2 separate regions of the Hordeum vulgare genome follow, and region 2 is linked to region 1. A link is a contact called in public Hi-C data. All regions are on one chromosome and are shown on one strand. Each heading gives the region's core, a stretch centred on a gene start, on an enhancer-like site or on the middle of the called end of the contact. The rest is flanking DNA. Distances are from core to core; before and after follow the strand shown.

Region 1 (4,467 bases), core at 514-3,013:
GAGAAAAAGAGAAGGTAAAAAAATGTACGACTCAAAAAGTCAACTTTATCATATGAATAACTATATATAATGACTTTAGAAGTCATGACAGTTGTAAGAGCCAATAATGAACTATATTTTTTTAAGATAGTACAGATGTAAGTAACCATATACACACGCATATACTCATCTCTATAAACGCATACACGTACACCCTATCTCTGTGAGCATCTTTAAAAGACTAAGCCGGCATATCATCTTGACATTTACGAAGCCACCATAGATGCCTCGTCATTGACGGAAATATCTCCTCCCAATAAAAGTATATCACCGTTTAGGAATAATACAAGCACCAGGACTTGAACCTAATGGGCCGGAGATACCACACTGCCTCTAACCATTCAACCACATGTTGTCGTTGACGAAAACGTCTCCTTTCACTGAAAGTATATCACCCGAAACCTTAAAATAAATATAAAAATAATGCAAGCACCAGGACTTAAACCTTTCAACCATAGATTGGTTTGCACAATTAAGTATATTATTAGAGCATCTCCAACACACGTTTAAAAACTGCTCCGCGCGCTAAAATATTTATTTTTAAGACGCCGGACAACTTCAACAGATGTTGTAAAATAATGTGTGCGTTAAAAAAAATTGTGCACGCGATAAAAAGCGCTATCGCGCGTCAGATTGTGCGCGCTTTACAATTTGTATTGTTAGTTTTTTCGATGCGTGTTTTTGAGCATATGGTAAACCAATATTGGTTCCGCAACTCTAAAATGCTACAGTGACACATTAAAATTATTTTAACACATCAAACTTTTATGCGCTTGTTGAAGTTGCTCTTAATCATGCTGTTATACAAAGAAAAGACCCCTAGCGAACGAGAAAAGGTGTTTCCGATTGCGTAAAATAGCACAGAATGTGTTCCAATCCAACGAATATTACCTTCGCGCACCACACGATGGATGCAGGGGACCTTCCTCCATGCATACACACAGAGCGCCGAGGGTGACCCCCGACAGTTGACACGACTACCTGCTACTGCCCATCCAGAGAAACCCCCGGAACCATCGATCGTGGGTTCGCATCACGGCATCAGCGTCCAGCGATTACACAGCCCTTTCCTCGGTCGTTCACATCGACAATGGTCTGCTCTCGAACAGCACCCAATATTTTTCCGTTGATCCGTGCTGCACTACTCCCGATAAGGATCCGCCGGTGGCACAGCCCGCGCGGCGCGCGGCGTGACGACGACCGCGAGCGGAGCCAGCCAGGGCCACTGTGGATCGGAATTGAATCTTGGACGTTTGCCCGAGTCGGGCGGACAGGGGCAGCTGGGCCGCGCCCCGGTTCGGCCGCGGGAGCAACGTGACCTGCCGACCGCGCTGCCGCCGGTGGCGTGGCGCACCGCCGCACGGCACGGCTCTCTCTCCCTCTCCCACCCGGGGCCCCGCGTCGTCGGCGCGTTCTCATCCGTGCCGTTGTGCCGTGCCGGGGCGGCGCTGCGTGCAATCATACGGGCGCCTGCTCCATTTGTTTCCGATTCGATCCTGCGAACCACATGCACGCCGCGACGGGATCGGGTCGGAGCCCGCGCAATCATGTCGACGTCGGCGTCGGCGTCGGCGTCGTCGTCATCGTCGTCGTGGTACTATGTATGTGTATCTGCTCGTCTTTTTCTCGTGGTCGTGGGGGTAGAGGCAGGTCCTACTGTCTGTACGTACGTCCCAGGTCCAGCCTTGGAAAGTTGACGTGGGAGGGGCAGGGCGTGTGGGGGCCCGGGTGCAACTTGATCGCCTTCCCTGACTGACACAAGGGATATTTTCGTGCGTCTGGATTCGCAAGCGTAGGCTGTGCGGCCGCACAGGCACAGATATGTGCCTCCCGTTGATGACAGGGTGGATAAGCACTGCCACAATGCAGCTGGCTGATGGGAACGGGTCAAAGTCAAAACGCTCGAGCTGAAGCGTGATGGTCCTTGCTCATCACGGCCGGCTACGACCCTGTTTGTTTCACAAGTACCGAGATTTTTTTTAGTCCCTAGTCCCTACCCGTTTGTTTTCACGGACTAAATAAGGCCTAGAGGTCATTAAATGACAGGTAAAAAGACCATATTACCCTTAGTAATGTAGTAATAGTTATTAAATGACATGCTAAAAGTAGGGTCATTGTTGGAAAAAGTGATAAGAAGTCCAAAAAAAACCTTCCATAGGGACTTCTTCAAATAGTCTCAAATACCTTCTTTTAGTCCCTAGAAGTCTCTCATGTTTGTTTCACATGAGACTTTTTGAGACTTTTTTTAATCCCTACATTAAAAAATCCCTGAAAACAAACACCCCGTACATAACTAACCAGCGGTGCGTAGCTTGCTTACGTCTTGAGACTTCATTTTCCACGTTTCAGATCTCCGTCGCCACAGCTCTCGACGATTGGTGATAAGTATTTAGCTTCAATGGATCAGTAGACAATCTTTCAATTGGAAAGCGGGGGCATAAATACTTGCTGGGTAGTGGACCAAAGCGAGATCTCCTGCCGACATCGTAAACAATCACTAGGAAGCACATGCCCAGTGTACCAGGAAATTGCTAAATGCGCCCAGGACCAGGCCTGAAGAACCAATAATCTAGTGCGGCGAACATGCGATCACAGCTCGCCGGTCCGCGATCAAAGCAACCTTGTACTGCAGCACAGTTGATTAACTTGGGAGTACATGCCACGGCGACGGTTTTGTCGATGAAGACTTCCAGCTGGCCATGCTGTATGCTGTGGTGATATGCATGCTACACTGCCCGAGGTGGTCTATGGCTTGGGCTGAGGCGGCATGTTAGGTCTGAGCTGCTGGGGGAGCATGCATGCATGTTGCGATGCTGATACGCGTATGCACATGCCCACTACTGCGACTGCTAATATCGCGCTTAGCCTATAACTACTGTGGTTATACGCCTGTCACATGGTCTCGATCGGTATCGATTAGCTAGCTGACCATGCAATGCATGGTCCAACACCTTGCCAATTCTCCTGCTACAAAGAAAAAGAGGAAAAGCGTGCATATGAAGGAAGCTAGCGTCCAACTAAGGTCCTGTTTGGTTCCAAATAAGTTACTAACTTATAAGTTGAAAAGTGCAAAAAGTGATTTATTTTATCAAACAGATCCAACTTATAAGTCACCCCAACTTATAAGTCATAAGTTGCTCCACCCCAACTTAAAACTTATAAGTCACCCACTTTTATATGAAAAGGTGACTTATAAGTCAGATGACAACCAAACAGGCGTGACTTATAAGTCACTGGTTTTAAGTCACCTGACTTATAAGTCAAGTGACTTATTGAAACCAAACAGGGCCTAAGAGAAATGCACGCCGTCTACTTGTGTTCCCCGGGGCCCGGGGCGGGCATGCAGAAGGCAACAAGATGAGCCGTGAGCGTGACGAACCACCACATCAATTGCCGGAAATTGAAGCGCAGAATCAGAAAAGAAGCTGATCGTGCAAGTTTATCATCAGCCACGCGTTTGGTTGTCTGCATTTTTTTGCACATTTGCATGTTTGGTTCAGTTGGGTCTGACTGAATGTATGCAGGCAAAAAAAACACCTGCATATTAATTGATTGTCTACGTACTTTCTTCCTATATCGTAGCAATGCCTCTTCGTTCCGCGTTTGGTTGTCTGTATTGGCTGTGGTCACACGAATGCATGTTGTTTGGTTGCATACGAGCATAGAGTTGTGCTCATCTTGTATTCTATTTGATGAGCTTACCACTACTACACCTTACACACCACACCAACACTACAACACTGCTATGGCGATGAACTGAACGAAGATGATGATGTTTTTCAGCCTGAACAACGATCCACCTTGGCAACCTCAACCTTGTTGCATCCCTGCTCTAGCACATACTTGGAGTAAGCATCTTCTGCCTTCCTTAAAACCACTATGACTTTGGTTGTTGTACCCTAAACTTGTTTGGTGCAACCTTCACATGAGCTGTAAACCTCTGAAACCCTCCCTTCGAACACGGCATACCACTTGCCCTAGCAGTGTGAATGAGCAATAAGTTGAAGGAACAAGCAATGAAGCACTACAAGAACAAGCAATGAAGCAACAAGCACACAAGCAATGGAGCATAAGAGCATTAGTAAGCATGCATGATCATACCGCACAGCAAGTTCAACCTACCACTACATTGGTGTCATCCTACCACCATATCCAAAAAAGGGTGTAATCCTACCACCGCAAATTCGTGATCATCATGAGGGGTTAGTATATACCACCCTCACCAAAATATACAAACTATAATATTATTTTCAAGCCCTAACTACACAATACATACCTCCTCGTCGTCAAGGATCATGCACATCGTTGCCACGAATAAAAGTAGCACTAGTAGTAGTGCTTGTCCAGCCGGGTCCTTAGCGAGAGCACCCTGTGAGCCTCTCCCATGGCAACAAACCCAACACCTTGGGATTTATTGTCAAGCAGGTG
Region 2 (4,467 bases), core at 1,472-3,971, 420 kb before region 1:
TTGCATGTTTTCTATTGTTGTTACTTCTCACTTGTTATGAATTATCTTGCTACAAAATTATCTATCACTATTACTTACAACACTTACAGAGAATACCATGTTGAAATGCGCTTGTGATTTCCTTCTGCTCCTTGTTGGGTTCGACACTCTTACTTATTGAAAGGACTATGATTGATCCCCTATACTTGTGGGTCATCATAGCCCACTCTATGTGATCGGAGATCCCGTGAAGTAGAAGTGGGAGACAAGCTGTTGGGCAGCTAGAAGGAGAGTATCCATATATTTGTTATCCCACTCCGTGAAGATGCAATACTCTTATAATCTGCATGACAGGTCGACACTTTTTTAATGTGTTCCAAGTGGCTTATTTGGGCAAGCACATATGTTGTCCCGCACAACATCTCCCGAGGAACACACCTATATGAATTTGAGTGTTGATCATCGCAGTCTATGAGAATAGGGTGTTCTCTAATAAATTCATGAAAGGCCATGGAGTATGACGGATACGCTCCACCCGCGGGGAAGCCTCACGACAGCCGAGTATCGGTCAAGGATTTTTGTGAAACTAGTCTCATAGAAAAGCTTGTAGTTCAAAGCATAGTCCACTATTCAAGTTGTGATCTAGTGTAGCATAAAATTTTAAATGGAAGTTTAACTTAACACTCTCCATCAAGAACCGATATATAAACAATGTTTTAAAACTAAGAGACGAGATGTGCCAATGAGACTTTGTGGTGGATTGTTGGATTTTTGCTAGTAGGGCTTTGACCCAAAGCCCAACTAAAATCTGAAATTCTCATGACGCATGTGACTTGGCTGTGTTTGTGGTGTGAGTGGGACTAATGTTTAGTCTCATAGCGCTGGTTGCGAGAGTTACACCATCTTATAAGGTGGTCTCTTCTAGCACGTGTAAGAGAATGAGAAGAGAAGAGACCCTCGCACACTTCTCCTCCTCGCTCGCCTCCTTATCGCTCACCTCGCCATGCCGCGCCTCGTCACGATGCGCCGCGGGTTGCGGGATTGAGCCGAGCCGAGCTCATACCTACGCGCTTATTTTTTCCGGTCGCGAACAGCGAGTCCGTAACACACATGTCATGATCTGAGACGTCGGATCGTGGGTTGTAACCGACTCGAACGTGGGTCCAGTCCACGTCTCTCCACCCTAACGTGCATATATATACGCGAGGTCCCTGCCAACCCTTGCTGTCGTCACAACATATGATTTTGCACCGTTTGAGATTATTGCGCCGCCATGAGTCTTCTCCATCCCTCCTTACGGCGTGCACCGTGTGAAGGGACAACACGCCTTCGGAACCCCGCCTCTCGTGATCCTGTACGGGAGAGGGGCGATCGGGTTTTTGGGGAGCTCACTCGCGCGACTGCTCGCAGCGACGACTTCTTTTCTCGATCTGGGCAACCTCTTCCTCAACGACATGGGCGACAACATTAACATTGACGGTTTGACTTCATTTGCACCGTATGCAATTTTGTCCCCTGAGCTTGAGTTCGTCCTAGAATTCTTGTTTCTAGTGTGTGCTATAGACTTCATGCGTTCGTCTACTATGCTTGTCTTCATGATTAGTCTAATCTATATGTCTATTGTCTTTATTTATTTAATGCTTGTTTGTATTAAATCTGATAATAATTTATTCATATATTCAACATACATTAGACAAACCTCATGTGCAGAGTAAATAGAACGGAGAAACTATATACGAAATCTGTACCGAGAATGTTCAAGCGAACGATATGTTCAACAAAATAGTGTGACTGGGTTTGGGTCGGAGCTCGCAAGGGCAGGACCGGGCGAGGGGCAGAAGTGGGGGTAGGGTGCGACCGTGCGAGGACGACCGCGGGTCCCGCCTGCGGGTGCCTGCTCCTCGCCTCAATTATTTGTTCTTTCGGATTCCTTTCCCCGCCCGGCTTCCCGATGGCGGCACCACCACCGCCACCCCGCCGGTACTCGTGTCGTGTACCACCCCACCCTTCCCTTCCTTTTCTTTTCTCGTGTGCGCGCGCGCGAGACTCCTCCCCTTCCTTCCCGCGTTCGCCTAACGCCTTTCTCTTTTCCGCCTCCGCACGCGCCGTGTCGCCGCACGGCCGCGCGCTCGTACGCTTGCCCCGGCCGGACGGCACGCGTGTCCCCGCGACTATGGCCCTGGCTAACTAGCGTCCTTCCTTCCGTCCGTCCTTGCTCGTGATAAGATATGTGACGGGGCCGTGACCACCTCTTCTGCTCCGTTTCCCTTTCTCGCGTACACGAAATCTGCGTATTCTCCTGCACGATGATCTTACCACATGCAGACGGTCAGAGAATGTGTCGTGTGAGCCATGCACGTACCACTACCGTCGAGGGACGGCATAGCTCTGCTCGACGGTGGAACGCCGGTCCATGTGACGAGTCGTCGACTGCCGATGCACGCTCGCTCGCCTAGAAAATTCGTGTGAATATATAAGTACGCCTACGACAGTTCACTCGCCTTTCTTTTTCAGGGCAAGGACGGGCTCCTTTTGTAAATTGTAGGTGGATGGCATCTTGCTCGGGATGTGATGGATTTTGATCGCGACGGGGTGGACAAGTTTTCTAAGCTCGGACAGTCAGACGTGCTCGAAAAGGACTTGCTACTAATTTGATTTGATTTCAAGACTAGAGAGGAGGGTTTCTTACTGTGTGCATTGTTGTGGTGCGTGTAGCCTTTTCCTTTCCCTAGAACGAGACGAGGAGAAGAGACTACTAGTAGTACTGCCTCACGTACTGGTGCTACGACAGGGTTACTATCATTTTGGTATTATTATACAGCAATCATGGAAGCTCTCGGAGACCGAGAATTAGAAAAGTACGAGATCGGACGTGGTCCGTACCTGTATAATTTTTTATATCACGCATGTTTCCTACGGTACGGTTCCATGTGCCCAGGTTCTAAAGTATATCGTTTGCAGCATTCATGCCATTTAAGTTAATCACATCGCTTCTTTGCAAAAATAAAAATCAAAATCAAATGCGGAGTAATATACCAGATTAAAAATAGCAAACCCTCGCATTTTTTTTATAACAAAGTAATAATGCAAGATCACCCACACGTAGCACAAGCCAACCCCGATCTTCCCGCCATCCTGACTCACCAGCCATGGCGACTACTATATTCTTCTCTTCTTTTTTAGTGAGATTTTATTTAAGTAGTGCAGATTGTTACCCTATATTACAAAAATGTTCACCATAATTTTTAAATGTCCATTGTGTATTTTAAAAATGTTCAGCTTATATCACAAAAAGTTCAATATGTATTTAAATTCTTTCTTGAGCATATATCATAAAAACGTTTTATTTGTATTTAAATATTTTGTTAGGCGTATATCACAATATCTATTTACATATTGTTCATCTTATATCACAAACACTCGAGCGAAGTTGGATTGGCAAATTAGCCTCCGCCCTAATCTCATGGAAGTTGGGTACTTGTGATTAGGCGCGATGCCGCTGTCCCATGCCCTTGGCTCCCTCCCGCCTATGCTCTCCCTGCACGGCGAGCCCATCTGATTCAGGCTCCTCTTTAAAAAGTCTTACTATTTTTTTTAATCCTAACAAAAAAGTCCCTAGTCCCTATTGTTTTTTTCCAGGGACTAAACTAGGACTACAGGTTATTAAATGACATGCAAAAAGACCATGTTACCTCTAGTAATGTATTAGAAGTTATTAAATTACATGCTAAAAGTAGGGGCTTTGTTGGAAAAAGTGTCAAAGAAGTACCAAAAAGGCCCTTGCATAGGGACTTCTTTCTTTAGTCCCAAGTACCGCCTTTTAGTCTCTAAAAGTCCGTCCTGTTTCTTTCACATGGGACTAAAAGAGACTTTTTTTAGTCCCTACAACAAAGAGTCTGTGTAAAGAAACATCCCCTCATACGGCAGCGATGCAACCTAATTCACTACTCCAGCAAACGAATTGGTCAAGGTTAACACATCACAATTTTCTAATCTCTTTCAATTCTCATCTGGTGTCGGTGTCAAAATTATAAATCATACTGTATTTTGCTTGTTTTGTTGTGTGATGCAAGATGTTATGAATAGTTCATGTCTTCTATGTGTCCTATAAATTATCATGATGCAAATTATCGTAGACGAGTTCCTATCTGCAGTTTGTTATGCCAAAAAATTTACATGTTCAACTTGTATAATATAACTAATTATAAGATTGCAATTGAGCAGTTATTAATAGGAAAAGCATCGCAAAACACCATCGAGGTTAATTTGTTTGTTTTTTGCTTCAAGTTTGCAACCTACTAAAATTGTTAACGACAGTGATGTACAACTTCTCAACCTTATTTAATTTGATTGTTTTTACACCGTAGTTTTTATTAAGTTGGCTTGACTCCCCTATACCCAAATCATGGCTCCGCCCATGATGAGATCAACGGTCCAAATCTATTATATCTATTATATACTCTTACCTCTCATATAAAAAGAAGTAGT

Evidence for each region. A called contact is a pair of places that touch in the nucleus more often than the background predicts.
Region 2: a contact with region 1 is called in a Hi-C map of seedling, with 2.5 times the contacts expected there. The contact joins two enhancer-like sites. A contact is called at or near these places in 2 of 6 Hi-C or Micro-C datasets (leaf and seedling).

Annotation. Positions count from the first base shown.
Region 1 is chr7H:182,453,802-182,458,268 of MorexV3_pseudomolecules_assembly, reverse strand. No RefSeq gene overlaps it. Among protein-coding and RNA genes, the nearest start is that of LOC123408954, 15 kb to the right of the region's middle. Within about 2 kb of position 1,763, at least 3 of the 3 cell types and tissues checked have open chromatin away from gene starts, as enhancers often do. A contact at or near this core is called in leaf and seedling, where this site is marked.
Region 2 is chr7H:182,877,850-182,882,316 of MorexV3_pseudomolecules_assembly, reverse strand. No RefSeq gene overlaps it. Among protein-coding and RNA genes, the nearest start is that of LOC123409775, 130 kb to the left of the region's middle. Within about 2 kb of position 2,721, at least 3 of the 3 cell types and tissues checked have open chromatin away from gene starts, as enhancers often do. A contact at or near this core is called in leaf and seedling, where this site is marked.